Regions from separate parts of the Mus musculus genome. Here regions 1 and 2 are each linked to region 3. Evidence: chromatin contacts called from public promoter capture Hi-C data. All regions are on one chromosome and are shown on one strand. The core of a region is the stretch at or near the end of the contact, and the rest is flanking DNA. Distances in the headings are between cores, read along the strand shown. Region 1 has its middle 26 kb from the start of Prr5. Region 2 has its middle 17 kb from the start of Gm34201. Region 3 holds the start of Scube1 (signal peptide, CUB domain, EGF-like 1).

Region 1 (4,956 bases), core at 1,382-3,881, 930 kb before region 3:
TTTCAACCTCAGCTAACCAGAAAAACTCTCTCTCTCCTTTTTGAAGATTTATCTATTTTCATTTTTACATGTATGGGTGTTTTGCCTGCATATATGTCTGTGTGCCACATGCATGCAGTACTGCCAGAGGCCAGAAGAGGGTTCTGGAGTCCCTAGAACCAATCGTTGTTAGGCATCATGTAGGTGCTGAGAATTGAACCTGGGTCTTCTGGAAGAGTAGCCGTGATTTTAACCACGGAGTTATCATTCTAGTCCAAAACAACAGATGCTTAAGTTAAATATATCATATGAACAGCCCCAATAGAATCTTTGAGGGACTCTCAACCTTCCCTGGAATACTTGGCAGTCAGGCCTCTGCCGTCTTACATTGCTTTCAGCATTCCTACCTTGCAAGGTCCAGGTAAGCTCTGAGCCCTGAATGACTTTTCTAACTTGTAGTTCCAAACAAACACAGGGTTATCCCCAGAACGACATAGTGAGGTCTGTCACAGCGGTACCCCATGACTCCGGAGCCAGTTTCTGTCCTAGTTAGTTTCCTGTTGATGGGATAAACACCATGACCTATAGAGCAACTTGGGGAGGAAAGAGTGTATTTCAGCTTACACCTGTGGTCCACCATGAAGGTAAGTTGGTCAGGAACCTGGAGGCAGGAATGGCAGCAGGGCCATGGAGGGCTGCTGCTTACTAGCTTGCTCCCCATGGCTTGTTCAGCCTGCTCTTTATACAACCGGGGGTGGGGGGTGGGGCACCTGCCTGAGGTGGCAGCACTTACAGAGGTCTGGCCCCTCCCACCTCAATCATCTATCAAGAAAATGTCCAACAGACTTGTCTCCAGGCCAGATTTGATGGAGGCATTTTCTTAATTGTGTCTCCCTCATGCAGAATAACTCTAGGGTATGTCAAGTTGACAAACAAAACCCCAAACCCCATGCAAGGGGAAAATGTTCCCTCCTCACAGACACAGAGTGGCTATCATCCATGTTGAGTGTAGACTGCTCAGTGGGGATGGGCTGGGGTCCCCTGTGCTTCATACACCCATGAATTGTCATTGGGAGCTTGTGAGGAGGGAGAGATAGATATTATTCATATATTTCCTCCAGTGAGGAATTTTGAGCAACATGGCTCCATCTTGGGGTGCAGCTGAAGGAACTGCACCCAGATGAGCTCATACCAGGAAGCTTTTCCCTTCTAACACAAGCCAAATGTCATATTTCGAGCAACTCCTCAGAGGCCCAGGACTTCTGAAGGCTTCCACATTGCCCCCCGCACCCCCACGTCTACCCTTGAGCTTGTGACAATCTGTCAGGATAAAAACTATTCCGAACAGACTCATGAGCCCCTCCCCTTGGCTGTCAGACTATGGAGATAATGCACCCCACGATTCTGGGATATTGATATTCCCAGGGGTTTCACACTGGGAAAAGAACAAAGCTGACTCCTAGAGCTGACCCAAGGAGGAGCTTGCATCCTAGGAAGAGATTCTGCACGGTCCTCATAGTTTATCAGACCACCTTGCAGAAGAGACTAGACGCAGACAATGATGGTAGGCGGGGCCCCGCTTGGACCAGGACTGCCTGGCTATGCACACTTCTTCCCCTTTATGTCAGCCTAAATATCTTGTTAGGACACAGAAGATGGCCTTGAGTAGGAAGCAGTCCCTGGGCCTCTGCGTTCACCTTCCCAACATGGCTATGTTGAATAAACTTCCTATTTTCTCCTCTCTGCGTGTTGCTTGTCTTTAATTGGCTTGTCGAGGACAGTTTGCTGAGCTTGGCTTGTTGGGGGGGCTGCCAGGGCCCAGACCTTAACTTGAGTAACAAGCCCACAGGGAAGCCTTGCAGCTGGGAAGCTGGGGTTGGAATGCAGAAGGACTCCCAGTTGCTCGGAAGAGCTTGAAGGGCAGGGCTGAAGAGCAGGGTGAGCGAGGCCTAAACGCTAATTCTGCCAGTTGCTATGATCAAGGTTGTGATGTTGGAAGCCCATGCGGTGGTTCTCAACCTTCCTAGCGCCGTGGCCTTTCTATTTCGTTCTTCACATTGTGGTCATCCCCAACCTTAAGATTGCTTTGTTGATGCTTAACTTAAATTTTCATAACTGTAATGTTGCTACTGCTATGAACCGTAATGGAATATATCTGCTATGCAGGATATCTGCAATGCGACTTCCCCTCCCCCCATAGCCTGGGAACTGCTACCATAGGGGTTGGGTTGCTTCTGTCCGCTAGGGAGAGCTGAGGGAAAGTCTCCCTCAACAGCAGGCTCACAGATTTACAGTTCCTGGGAAAGTGTCATCCTGCAGTCCTCAGCTGCCCTGCCAGTGAGTGTCCACCCTGGGTCCCCACAGAAGAGCCTGAGAGGATGAGGAGATCAGGACCCTGGTTCCAGGATGGGCACCTTTCCTTCATCCCCATGGGAACAGCTCTGGCCGGCAACTCTTCCTCCCCCACCCCAAGACATAGAACTTGATGATAAAGAGTCTAAGCTCCCTCCTCCATGCACACTCAGAAAGCCCGGCAGGCAGCTGCCCCATCCCCCGCCCCGCCCCGCCTCCCCCCACTCATCCACATCCTGTGTCCCAGGGTGGGATTAGTGACGAAGGCTGTGGTCTGGCATCCTGCCAGCAATCTGTCCTTCCGCGGCTGCTCTCAGGTTTCCATGTAGAGTCAGCACAGGCGCAGTTGGCCTGAGATGGCTGGCTTCTTGGAGAGCCTGCAGCCAGCCTGCCGTCAGCATCCCAGACCTTTCAACGGGTCCGTTCGGTGCTTTATCCACAGAGCCAGGGCTCTGTAGAACGCTTCTAGGTTTCCTACGCGAGCAACATACAGGCTGTTTAGCGCTTCCGGATCAAGGGGGGAATGGGGAGAGCCGAGATCCATGTCTTATGCCGGGCTGCTGGAGAAAGCTTCCGATTTACTGTGACGTTAGTCTATACGTTCTTGGAATTTCTTTACCGGTTGGTGGGGTATCCCTTTTTTTTTTTTAATTTGTTTGAGGATTATTCGTTTTTGCATCTATTGAAGACATTTGTCCTTAAAATTTTTTTTTTTTTTTTTAATTCTGGGGCTGGGGCTGTAGCTCCGTTGGTAGAATACTCGTCTAGCACACACAAAGCCCCAAGTTCCACCCACAGCATGGCATAAAACCAGGTAGGGTCCCAGCACCGACCAGGAGTTCAAAGTCCTTCTTGGTTATAGAGCAGAGTCAAAGCTATCTTGGGTTGCTTGAGATCCTCACAAAGTTATAGATTCTGTGTGATGGCTTAGATGGTTATATATCCATAACCCTAGAATTCTTTCTTTCCTTTTTCAAGACAGGGGTTTTCTATGTAGCCCTGACTGTCCTGGAACTCACTCTGTAGACCAGGCTAGCCTTGAACTCTATCTGCCTGTCCAGGACAGCCAAGGTTACAAGAGAAACCCTGTCTTGGAAAAACCAGAGGGCGGGGGTACTCTATTTTGATTTCTTGGGATAGGGTCACATGTAGTTCAGGTTGACTTTGATTTCCAGATAGCACCCCCACACCCCGCCTCTTCTTTATCTATTTTATTGCAGAGCCTATAATGCCTACTTGATGGTCAGGGTTTAGCTGAGCCAAGTTGAGCCAGATAAAGACTTTCATTAGCCTGGGCTCTCCTCTGAGCGGAGCCTCATGTCCTCAGTCAGCCCTCCCCAGCCCTGGCACAGAAGGGCTGAGCTGGCTGTGTGGCTGAGGAGGTCGCTACACTGGATTCTTCACCTTTCGACTGAGCGGATTCCTGGAATCTAAGAGCATGAAAACTCATAACCCTGCGGGACTCCCAGCTCTGTTTCTGAATTCTAGGCCCCATCTTACCCTCTGCCACTGCACTGCTTAAAACCCGGGGATGGGGAAGGAGATGCCCCACAAGGGAACCCCCAGACCTCCGTCTACCTGACAGCCTGTGTGTCTTCACACCCGGTTAGCTCTTCATCCAAAGCCTTCGTTTTGTCTCCTACATGGGATGAGCCTTGCTCAGATCTGGAGTTTCTGGGCTTTGCTTGATTTTCTTTGGACCTCCATCCTTGTACCCTTTCTTACACTGGCCTTTCTTAGTGGCCCCAGAGAAATGTGGCATTTAAAGTTTGTTTGTTTGTTTGTTTGTTTTTTGAGACAGGATTTTACTAGGGTAAGCTTGACTGACCTAGAACTCATTAGATAGATCAGGCTGGCCACAAACACATAGGGATCTGTCTGTTTCTTTTCTTTTTTTTTAGATTTATTTTATTTATATGAGCACTTTGTAGCTGTCTCTAGACACACCAGAAGAGGGCATCGGATCCCATTACAGATGGTTGTGAGCCACCATATGGTTGCTGGGAATTGAACTCAGGACCTCTAGAAGAACAGTCAGTGAGCTATCTCTCCAGCCCAATTTGTCTGTTTCTATCTCCTAAGTTCTGGGTTTGAAGATGTATACCCCCATGCCCTGCCATTTTCATATGTATGTGTGTGTGTTTGTGTGTGTGTTTATATATTTACATATATGTGTGTATATGTATATATAAAATTTTGTGTGTATGAGTATTTTGCCTGCATGTATGTCTGTGTACCACTTGTGTGCCTGGTGCCTGTGGAGGTCAGAAGAGGGTATCAGATCTCTGGAACTGGAGTTAGAGAGAGTTGTAAGCTGTTACATGAGTGCTAGGACCTAAATCCCAGTCCTCTGCAAGAACAGTCAGTGCTCTTAAACATAGACCCACCTCTCCAGTGCCTCTAACTCCTTTTGAGAAGAGTCTTATGTATCCAAGGCTAGTCTGGAACTCCTTAGGGAGCCAAGGATGGTCTTGAACTCCTGATCCTCTTACCTCCAGCTTCCCAAGGCCTAAGACTACAAGTGTGTACCCCACATTTGGTTTATGCCCTGCTTGGGGATTGAACTAACTCTCTCTCTCTCTCTCTCTCCCTCTCTTTGGTTTTTCGAGACAGGGTTTCTCTGTG
Region 2 (4,349 bases), core at 1,309-3,808, 890 kb before region 3:
CTGACTTCCACTTCTTCAGCTTCCAGGAAGGAGCAATTACTGGTGCACTGAAGCTGCACGGTGCCACCCAGCCTGCGCTTGTCCCCATGTTTGTCAGGAGCCGGCAGCCTCATTTACCCTGCTAACTGCAGGCCTGATAAATGTGAGCGCCATCAGATGATCCTGGCAGAGGACAGAGAAACACAGCCTTATGATTGCTTCCAACCCCCAAGATGAGACTTCCTGGCCCTGCCCATTCCACTTTGTGCCCCTTGTTACCCAGGTGTGGAGACACCCTTACTATTGGAATCCCAGCATGGCACATACATTTTGCTCAGGGAAAGGCTGGCTCCTCTAGGGTCTACAATGTGCTACTGGTTCTGGCTTCTTTATCACCCACTCTTGGCAGGGAGAGGCAAGGCCCTGAGTAGCTATCCAGGGCCTGAGGAGCAGGCTGCACAGAGCCTCCACCCTATGTAGTCTTTGGCTTTTATTCTGTGTGAAGCCAGGAGCCCTCTGGATCTAGAGCTTCAAGGACACCCAGGACCAAGGATGGGACAGACTCGGGACTGTTAGCTGGTGACAAGCGGCTGCCTTCTGAAGCAGACCCAAAAGTAGCTCCAAGGGGCTCAGGACATAAATAAAGGGAGGATCCAGGATAGCTCAGGTATGAGCCAAGAACTGGAGTCCCACTTTCTGAGATGGGGCAGGAGTGGGGCTCTGGTGGCCCCACTTGATGACTCTGATGCAGTTGCCAAGGATTCAGTGTCCCCACAGTTTACCTGTTGCAACTTTATTCCATGGAGGAACAATACTGTGAGGTGGGGCTGAGTCTCTGCCTTGAGTCTTGGATTAAAGCCCTTAGTGTGTGATGACTTCACCTCTCAAGTTCTGGGTCTGACAGAAGAGCTCTTGCCCTTCTGCCTTCTGCCATGGATGAAGCCGCTCCAAAGCCTCCACCGTCACCTGGGACTTCCTGGTCTCCAGAATTGAGAGCCCAATAAGCAATTGCTCATTATCACGTGACTCAGATGTCCCGTTTTAAGTATAGGTGAGCCATGCAGGGCTGGAGCCGGTCTGGGATGGAAAGGGAAGTTTCACCTGGGGCTGCCTCGTCATCTACCTCAGAAAGGGTTTTCCTGGATCATTTGCTGTCAAAGTGCCACCAAATTGGGGGGCTATGATTGCATAGGCTGGAGGTTGAAAACAGACTTTCTCAGTCTAGGGACCAGAAGTCTGAGACCAGGGTATACATCGGAATGTGATTCCTATGTATCTAGAATACACAGGAGGGTTCCTTCCTGCCCCTTCTGGCTCTAGGTTTTTCTGGAAACAGGGACATTTCCCTGGCCTCCTAGTTTCACCCCTCCCACTTCTGCTTTGCACCCCCCTAGACTCTCCTCTCTAGGTTTTTTTTTACATCCAAATTCCCTCTGGTAAGAACATAGTGATGGACCTGTGCCCACCCATCCAGTATGGTCTCCTGAGTCTCTGCTCACATCTCTCCTCTCTTGTCTCTCCCGCACTGGCCTTTTGTTTTCCTGGAACATTCCAAATTTACCATTCATGGTCTCCAAAGTACCAGACAAGCAGTCTTCACAGTGACACGGGTGGTGGGAGTCCTCACATGGGTGATCCGAGCTCCAGGCGGGCAGAACCGAAGTCTGGCATTGAGTGCCTTGTCTTGCTGTTGCTTCATTCTTGTGAGGCAGGTTAAGGATAAAGGAGTCGATGTGTGAGACAGTGATGGCCCCTCATGGGGTCGTGGCCCTGACTACTTGGCCTCATCTGAGAGGCCTGCACTGGTGTCCCCAGAGTCTGGAGTCACTGCTTCCAGGACAGCAGGACTTTGCAGAAGTGGGAGGCTGTGTCAAAGGAACACCGGCCTCTTGTTCGGTATTGCACAGATGATGAAGGGCAGAGTCCTGCAGGAGTTCCAGACCGCACAGCGCATCTGCCTGAGAGGTCTACTGTTAGAGGGTGGAGGAGAAGGGGCCCAGGGACGACTCAGAAGCCAGCTGCGGGGTTTCACGCACCCTGTCAAGCATTTATGCCGGACACAAATTGCCTTTCTTCTTTGTAGGCTTATTTCAGGCTTGACAGACCCATGAATATTTGATCAGGGAAATAATTTTCTCGGGCACTCGAGGTTGGAGGGACCCCAGAAAAGCAGGTGTCCCCTAAGGGACAGGAAGAAGCTATTGAGTGCTGAGAAGAGTAGGCTTGGGACTGGCCAGCTGTAAAACGTTGCTGGCTCTTCCTGGCTGGTGAGGGCAGTGGAAAGGGGCTTCTCTCTAGTCAGATGCAGGTGTATAGACTGGAAGCGGGTGTCCAGGTACAGGCAAGGACAGGATACTAGAGGGTCCAGCCTGCAGTTGGTGGGGTGGGCATATGCTCTCCTAGAGTGTCGTCATTATAAGGATTCAACCCCCACAGACATCTTCTGTGTCAATGAGCTCTGCTCCGAGAATACACTTGATCTACAAGTCACCTCAGATAGCATCCAAGGCTCTCCTGCTGATGTCAGCGCTCCCGCATCTGTGGGGAGATGGCGCTGATCAAGCTTTGCGCCTGCACGTGGGTGGCACTTGGAGCAGGGGTGTGGTGTATACACACAGAGCTCGTGTACTCAGCTGGCTCTGAGCTGGGGCTGGGAGCTCTTAGCTGCTTCTTCCTCTTTCTGGCTAGAGACAGGAGCTGCTTTGATCCCCACTAAGTGCGCTGTCTCTGGTGGGCGGGGCATGGAGCCTGTCTTCCAGATTAGAGACTTAAGAGCCAAGTTCTCCTCTGCAGGTGTTGGGGGGCGATTAAAGGAGTCAAAGCTAGTCCCTGCTGGCATGTTTTCATCTTCCTACTAGGGTTGCCAGCTCTGGCTTTAGCCACGTGACCTTCCCCAATCCACCTTGAATCTTGCATTGTCGAAGGGACATTACAGAGGCGAAGATAAGATTAGGACCCTGCAAGTAGGTAATTGTTCTGGAGTATCTAGATGGCCTGACGTGGCCACAGGGTCTTACAAGCAGTGATACTGAAGCAGAAGAAATTGCTCAGACAACGTGGTCTGGACTGGAAAGTTTTAAAACAGTCGGCATTATGGGAAAATAACAGATGTGGTCAAGTAAGTCTGGCTACTGTCATGGATGTCGTCACTCTAGTGTCCACAGGTGATGTGTGGCTCACCCCTGGATGGAGACTTAAGATGCCAATGAGACACAGGATGCATGAAGCTGGGCGTGGAACTACAAGTGAGGGAGAGCCTGTGCAGCAAGGACCGCTCTATGCAAATGAGCCCCCAAACCTTCCCTCTATCATCCAAGCCTTTTGTACTCTGCTGGTTGGGCTCACCCCTTGGTAGTGGATCTTTTGAAAAATCAGAGGCCATGGCTTCTGCTGTATCTGTGTGTCTCTGCTCAGTTCTTTCACGGGTGGGGGATGGGGTGGATAAGAACCTAGAACCCTTTACCCTCAAGGGCAGGGACAGGGCAAGATTGTTTCCCTAGTCCCCAGATTCCACCAGAGCACACCCCGTTTTATGGCTTGCTGACTATTGTTTAATCTGGGGCACAGTTCACTGGGAACTCCGGGGTGGGCTGGGTGGGTGCTGGTGGTGGTAAGCGATAGAGAAGATAAGAAAGTAACCGCATTGTGTCAGGCCTGTCCCCACCCACTCCAGAGAACACCGGGAGATTATCAGCAATTGTCTCTGAGGCCACCAGGAGAGGCCTCTCTGGGTCCTTTCTGTTCCCCATCACCTTCAGTGGTCACAGTCCACTGCTCAGCTCCTGCCCTGTTCCAGCAAAGTTTCTCAAAAAGGAAGCCACACCCCTTATATGCTGATTGACAGATGGGAACTTCAAACAACTGTAGAACAGTTAGAATGTTTCCGATCCAGAGGCTAATTACAAATTATCTTGGGTTATCTTTAACTCCCTTTAATGATAGACTTATAGGTCTACCTCTGGATGGGGCCTAACAGTCTTGTAATTATTAGGCAAATTATTTGGAATGTATGAAGAGATCCCCCCAAGCTTTCACCAATCCAAACGCTAAGAGCATCTAAGACTCAGAACAGAGATGTCGCCAGTCACCTGGAGCTCCCCTACCTGATATTTCCACCAACTCACTTGAAAGCGTGTTGGCTTACGCCTTTCTTTGTTCTGTTCATAAAAACTTCACGCACCTGCCGCACCACTAACGCAAATGTGTCCCCGGGGGCCGTTAGTCACTCTTACCTGACTCCAGAATGAAAACTCCTTTATCTCCGTCGAGGCTTGAGTTTTTGCATTCACATGTACGGTCCCGCTCACAGCTACCTGCTGCCAGGTGAGCCTGTGACGTGGGTGGGAATGGGGGGGGGGCTTCCTTGGCAC
Region 3 (4,872 bases), core at 1,906-4,405:
GCAGGGGGGCGGGGGTAGTATAATTATCATGACCCTAGCAGGAGCACAAAACCCTGATCCCAGTGTCTCCTTTAATTCTCCCCAGAAAACACCAGCAACACTCTTCCGCTACTGGAAAGGGTACTGAGGTTCAGAGAGGCCCCATTGTCACGCTTGCCTGGTCTTGCCTCGTTTTATCTTCCCAGCAACCCTACATGATCGTTCAAGCTGAGGAACCCAGGCTGCAGAGGGCTCAGTGATGGGGACACTATTACAGGGCTGGTCAGTGTTGAGATTGTGACCTGAGGTGAGGTCCCAGAGGACATGCCTAGAAGAGAGGACCTGGGTAATTCCTCTTGCTTTCTTTCAGGCAAACACCTTTGCGAACTGTCACTAGGGGGAGCCAAAGGGCCCCAAGTCCAGGGTCATCTGCTCTGGGCACTCAGGATTTGGGGTTCTGCTGACCAGCCTAGCTTCCCTACAGGGCACAGAAAGTGGGTTGTTTGAGAGAGAGAGAAAGAGGGAGAGGGAGAGAACAGCTGGTTTTATTATTTTAATATATATATATATATATATATATATATATATATATATATATATATATATATTTAATATATGTAAGTACACTGTAGCTGTCTTCAGACACTCCAGAGGATGGCATCAGATTTCGTTATAGATGGTTGTGAGCCACCTTGTGGTTACTGGGATTTGAACTCAGGACCTTTGGAAGAGCAGTCGGCGCTCTTAACCGCTGAGCCATCTCACCATCTCACTTTTTATTCTTAAGGACCTGGCACGGCCAAAGTTACTTCACTGGAGCAATAGGAGTTCACAGATGGTTCTGCCTTGTTTCTGGGACCATTTGTTCATTCACCCACTCACTCATGCATTCATTCATTCGTTCGTTCGTTCATTCGTTCATTCATGCACAGAATCACATGATAATTGCCTTAGCTCCCTTTGGGAACTGTGGCCACAGAGAAGGCCCCCAGGGTTGCATTTTTGGATGGTGACAGAGAGAAAGCTGAGGGATGTGAAAGTGGGGACTTCCATTTTCTGAGCCTGAAGGGGGTCTTGCACCAAGCTTATGGGGCAGGGACTGGGGTACAGACAGGAGGAAACAAAGGCTGTCCGGGTGGCAACGTGACATTGGGTTCAGGGTGCAAAAGGCAAGCTGTGTGCCAGGCTACCGTGCCTGTGGTTGGTCTAGAGAGGACCTCAGAGGAGGGTGTGGGTGCCGATTGACATGCAGAATGCACACAGGTGGCTCGGATGTGAGGTAGCCCAGTCTGTTCCCCAAACCAGTGGCTTCCACTTTCTCAGCTCAATATGCAAAGGTGCCAAGACATCCTTAGTCCTGACATTAGAGTGATGATCCCATGTAACCAACCCACCCCAGAACAATCTAGAGCCTTCTGCTCTAGGAAATAAAGCATCTTTCTCCACCCCCTCCTTCTTCCAAGGAGATAAACCTTCTCCTTGGTCAGGAACTTAGAGACTCAGCTCCCCTCCCCCAGCCCTCCTTCCCCCCCACCCTGCACAGCCCTTTGGTTCTGCCACATGAGCCATGGTCTCCTAGATGAGACCCTCGTTTCTTTTGCACGCTTAAAGAGTGTTAGTTCATCAGCAAACCTGACCTTCAAGTCACTGAAGATAAAGGTTACTGCAGATAAAATTTCCATATTAGCAAAAGAGTCCCCGGGGACTCACGGGAATCCCAAGCCTCCATCCCCCCTGAATATGAGTGGGGATGAGAGCCCCTGAGGAAGAGACATGAAAAACATTGTGCTAAGAAGTCAGAGTTCCTCTCCCAAACTCCCTCACTCCCCCCCCCCCACACACACACAACACATCTCACAAATCGATTGGTTGCACAGGCGAAGAAAAAAATCTCAAAGCCCTACAGCTGAGAGAAGACAAAATAAGGCGTGGTAACAAGGTCCCCCAAATTAAACTACATGGCCAGGAGCAACCAGGGAAAGAAAATGCATGCAGTGGCCAGGGTAGGAGCCTATGGGGACACAGTAGAGGCCAGAGTTCCACGTTTTCCTCCTTGATTCCATCTGCATAACGTGGAAATGGATCCCTTGCCTTAGTCTCCAAACCATTGCCCTAAGCCCACGGGAAGTCTGGCTAGCAGCAGGAGCCGAGACACATGACTTTAACCTTCTGGGGCCTTGGAGGTGGCTGCAAAAGTGTGTGCTGGGGGCAGGGAGGAAGAAAGAGCCAGCGTGGATGGGAACCGCTGGGCGCAACACTGCACAGGCAGAGTGGACAAAAAGCTAAAACTCTAGTCTTTGAATCTGGAGAGCAGGAGAAAACAGGAGCTCTTATTGGTGGTTGTCAAGGAGATGGGCCTTGGGGTTTGCTGAACTTCTTCAGTGTCCTGCCTCCCTCCGGAGCTGAGAGAGGCCATTGAGTGCCCGCCAGGCCTCAAGGCCGAGGGGTCAGGTGTAGACCCCGAGCTGGGGGAGGATCTGGGCTAGGGAGACCGCGACGCCACGGTTCTCCCGCCTCGCTGGGCCTGTCACCCGAGGATCTGGGCTTCGCAGAGCAACAAGAGCCTGGGTAGAGAGAGGTCACTCAATCCGGCCTGGTCGCGCGTCCATTCACTGGGAGAACGGTTCTAGGCGCGACACGCGCCTGTCCAAGACAAACACTCCTATAACCATTGTCCTTCGGGGCAGTACTGAAAAGTTCCTTTGATTTTGTACGCAAATTCTGAAGCTATCGTCCAGAGCTTTCACTGCTGACTAGTGTGTGGCTGTCCCCAGCGGCACTTGGCATCCAGTAGCGGCTCAATAAATTCCTATGTATTGGCTGCGTGCTCTTAGCATCTTCTTCACCATCCCTGGGTGCCTCTGGGCCTTTCTTCACCTCTACTCCCCCAACAGAGTGTGTGCATATCTGAAGGGAAACAGACACCCTGGACCTCGGGGATCAGCACACAAAGAGGGACTGGGGAAGAGCAGCCTGCGGCCCAGTCCAGGCCCCGGGTGACACCCTGTACCGCGACCCCAGCTCTCTCGGCTCCCACCCCCCACCTGCCGCCGGCCCCGGGAGAGGAGGCGGGCCCAGACGCCCGCAGGCCACGCCACCCGACGCCCACTGGACGGCCTCCCGCGGAGCTCCGCCCCCCACGGCCGCGGGCCAATGAGCGCGCGGCTGTCAGCTTGTCCTGCGCGCCGGCTATGTGGCTGGGAGCCGGAGCGGTAGCGGAGCTCGCTGCAGACAGGAGCGCTCGCGGAGCGGTCGCTCCGAGCGTCCCGTGCCCCGCACGCCAGCACCCGGCGCGGCCCGCAGCGAGCATGGGCGCGGCGGCCGTGCGCTGGCACTTGTACCTACTGCTCGCTCTGGGAGCGCGCGGGCGGCTGGTGGGGGGCAGCGGGCTGCCAGGTAAGCGCGAGGACCCAGGGGGATGAGGGCGCGCGGGGTCCTACAGGCTGCCACCCCGCGCCGTCGGAGGCCGCCCAGCGCCGGATCCTGCCTCCTTGCAAAGTAACTTCTGCGATCGCCCGGGGCGCCCGGGGCCGGCGGGGGCGGGGTGGACTGAGGCCCCGGGAGGGGAAGCGGGAGGCCAGAGGAAGAAAGGAAGCGCGACGGCCGCCTGCGGGGCCCGGCATGCGTACGGAGACGGGCGGGGACCCCCGAACCGAGAGCGGCGCTCCCCCGGGGCCAAGGACTGGGCAGCTGCCGCGTAGGAGATACCCGGAGGTGGTCAGAAAGGACGCGCTGAGACTGGAGGGAAGGTGGGAAGATAGAGGGACAGACGGACAGGAGCCGAGGCGTAGTGGGAACAGACAAAAGGGCCCAGGAAGAAGCCCTCAGAAAGACAGCCGCGGGAGGGAAGAGGGGAGAGGAGGCAAGGGAGGGGAGCGAGGAGGCAGTGGACAGCGGAATGGAGAAAGGCAGATCAAAGGACAGAGAGGAGGAGACAGATGGACACCAGACAGAGAGACGGGAGGACTCGGAGGGGCGTCGCCGAGGGAGGGGGCCGAGTGAGAGAGGAAGGATGGAGATGTCTGGGAAGAGATGGACAGATGGACTGTCAGACAGGAGGGGGAGAAAAGACGGACAGACGTAGGGAAGGAGGTGGATGAGAACACGAATAACAGAACAGACATCAGAGAGAGGGGGCCGGAGGCACAGGCACAGCCTTTGGTCCAGGCAGAAGGAACTGCTAGGTGGGGGTGTCCCTCCGTGATCTGAGTTTCCCGGAAGGGGCTTCCGGGCAAAGCTGCACACCGAGTCTCTCTTTTCACATTCTTCCTTGTTCTCCTTGGAGAGGGCGAGGAGGTTCCTGCCTGTCTTGCTCTCCGGAGAGTCCCACAGAGATCCAGTGCTAGGGAGTTTATGCTAGTCCATGCTACTCCATTGGCGCTGAGTTTTCTTCCATGCGCCCATTCCAGAAGCTGGGTCCTGTTGAGGATACTAGACAGTCCGTGGGCATTTCTCCCAGGTGTTGGGGGTCCTCACTTTTGTGGGACTATCCTGTGTACCTCTCCCTTCCTCTCTGTCCCTCCTAGTGTCTATCCTCTTCTGCCTTTCCTTACCCTCTGTGGAAGTCTGGTGACTCTGGAGCCCTAACAGCTGAATAAGAAAACCAGAGTTGAAGTGAGCAGCCTATATCTGAGGGTTGCACAGGGATCTGCAGTCTGGCTCAGCCAGGCTACCTTGCTTCCAGGCCAAGTTTATAGTTTGAAAGGCAGACAGCCCCAGCCACCCCTTCCCAAGTTCTGTGTTCCATCCTATGTAGGTGCGAGATAGAAGGGACCCCAGAACCCCAGGAAACTTCCTGACCCTCACTCTCATTCCCTGACCATTAGGAAGTGGAAAGATGAGCCGCTCTTAGAGGTGTCCCATATGGTCTGGCCATCTCTGGCATCCTACCCT

Evidence for each region. Promoter capture Hi-C pulls out the DNA fragments that hold promoters and counts their contacts.
Region 1: a promoter capture Hi-C map of hippocampal neurons shows a contact between it and region 3, with 3 times the contacts expected there. The contact joins the enhancer-like site here to the promoter of Scube1 in region 3. A contact is called at or near these places in 6 of 39 promoter capture datasets (embryonic stem cells, frontonasal cranial neural crest, hippocampal neurons and 3 more) and 2 of 115 datasets of contacts at active chromatin or transcription factors (forebrain and stem cell-derived neural progenitor cells).
Region 2: a contact with region 3 is called in a promoter capture Hi-C map of hippocampal neurons, with 2.9 times the contacts expected there. The contact joins the enhancer-like site here to the promoter of Scube1 in region 3. A contact is called at or near these places in 3 of 39 promoter capture datasets (hippocampal neurons and liver), 2 of 115 datasets of contacts at active chromatin or transcription factors (embryonic forebrain and forebrain) and 1 of 9 other capture datasets (embryonic stem cells).

What each region holds. Positions count from the first base shown.
Region 1 is chr15:84,652,061-84,657,016 of GRCm38.p6, reverse strand. No RefSeq gene overlaps it. Among named protein-coding and RNA genes, the nearest start is that of Prr5, 26 kb to the left of the region's middle. Within about 2 kb of position 2,631, at least 223 of the 459 cell types and tissues checked have an H3K27ac peak or open chromatin away from gene starts, as enhancers often do. A contact at or near this core is called in embryonic stem cells, forebrain, hippocampal neurons and 2 more, where this site is marked.
Region 2 is chr15:84,608,545-84,612,893 of GRCm38.p6, reverse strand. No RefSeq gene overlaps it. Among named protein-coding and RNA genes, the nearest start is that of Gm34201, 17 kb to the left of the region's middle. Within about 2 kb of position 2,558, at least 41 of the 459 cell types and tissues checked have an H3K27ac peak or open chromatin away from gene starts, as enhancers often do. A contact at or near this core is called in hippocampal neurons, where this site is marked.
Region 3 is chr15:83,723,322-83,728,193 of GRCm38.p6, reverse strand. It overlaps Scube1 (signal peptide, CUB domain, EGF-like 1), which reads left to right and starts at 3,155. Exons shown (of 22, transcript NM_022723.3): 1 at 3,155-3,375. The coding sequence starts at 3,288.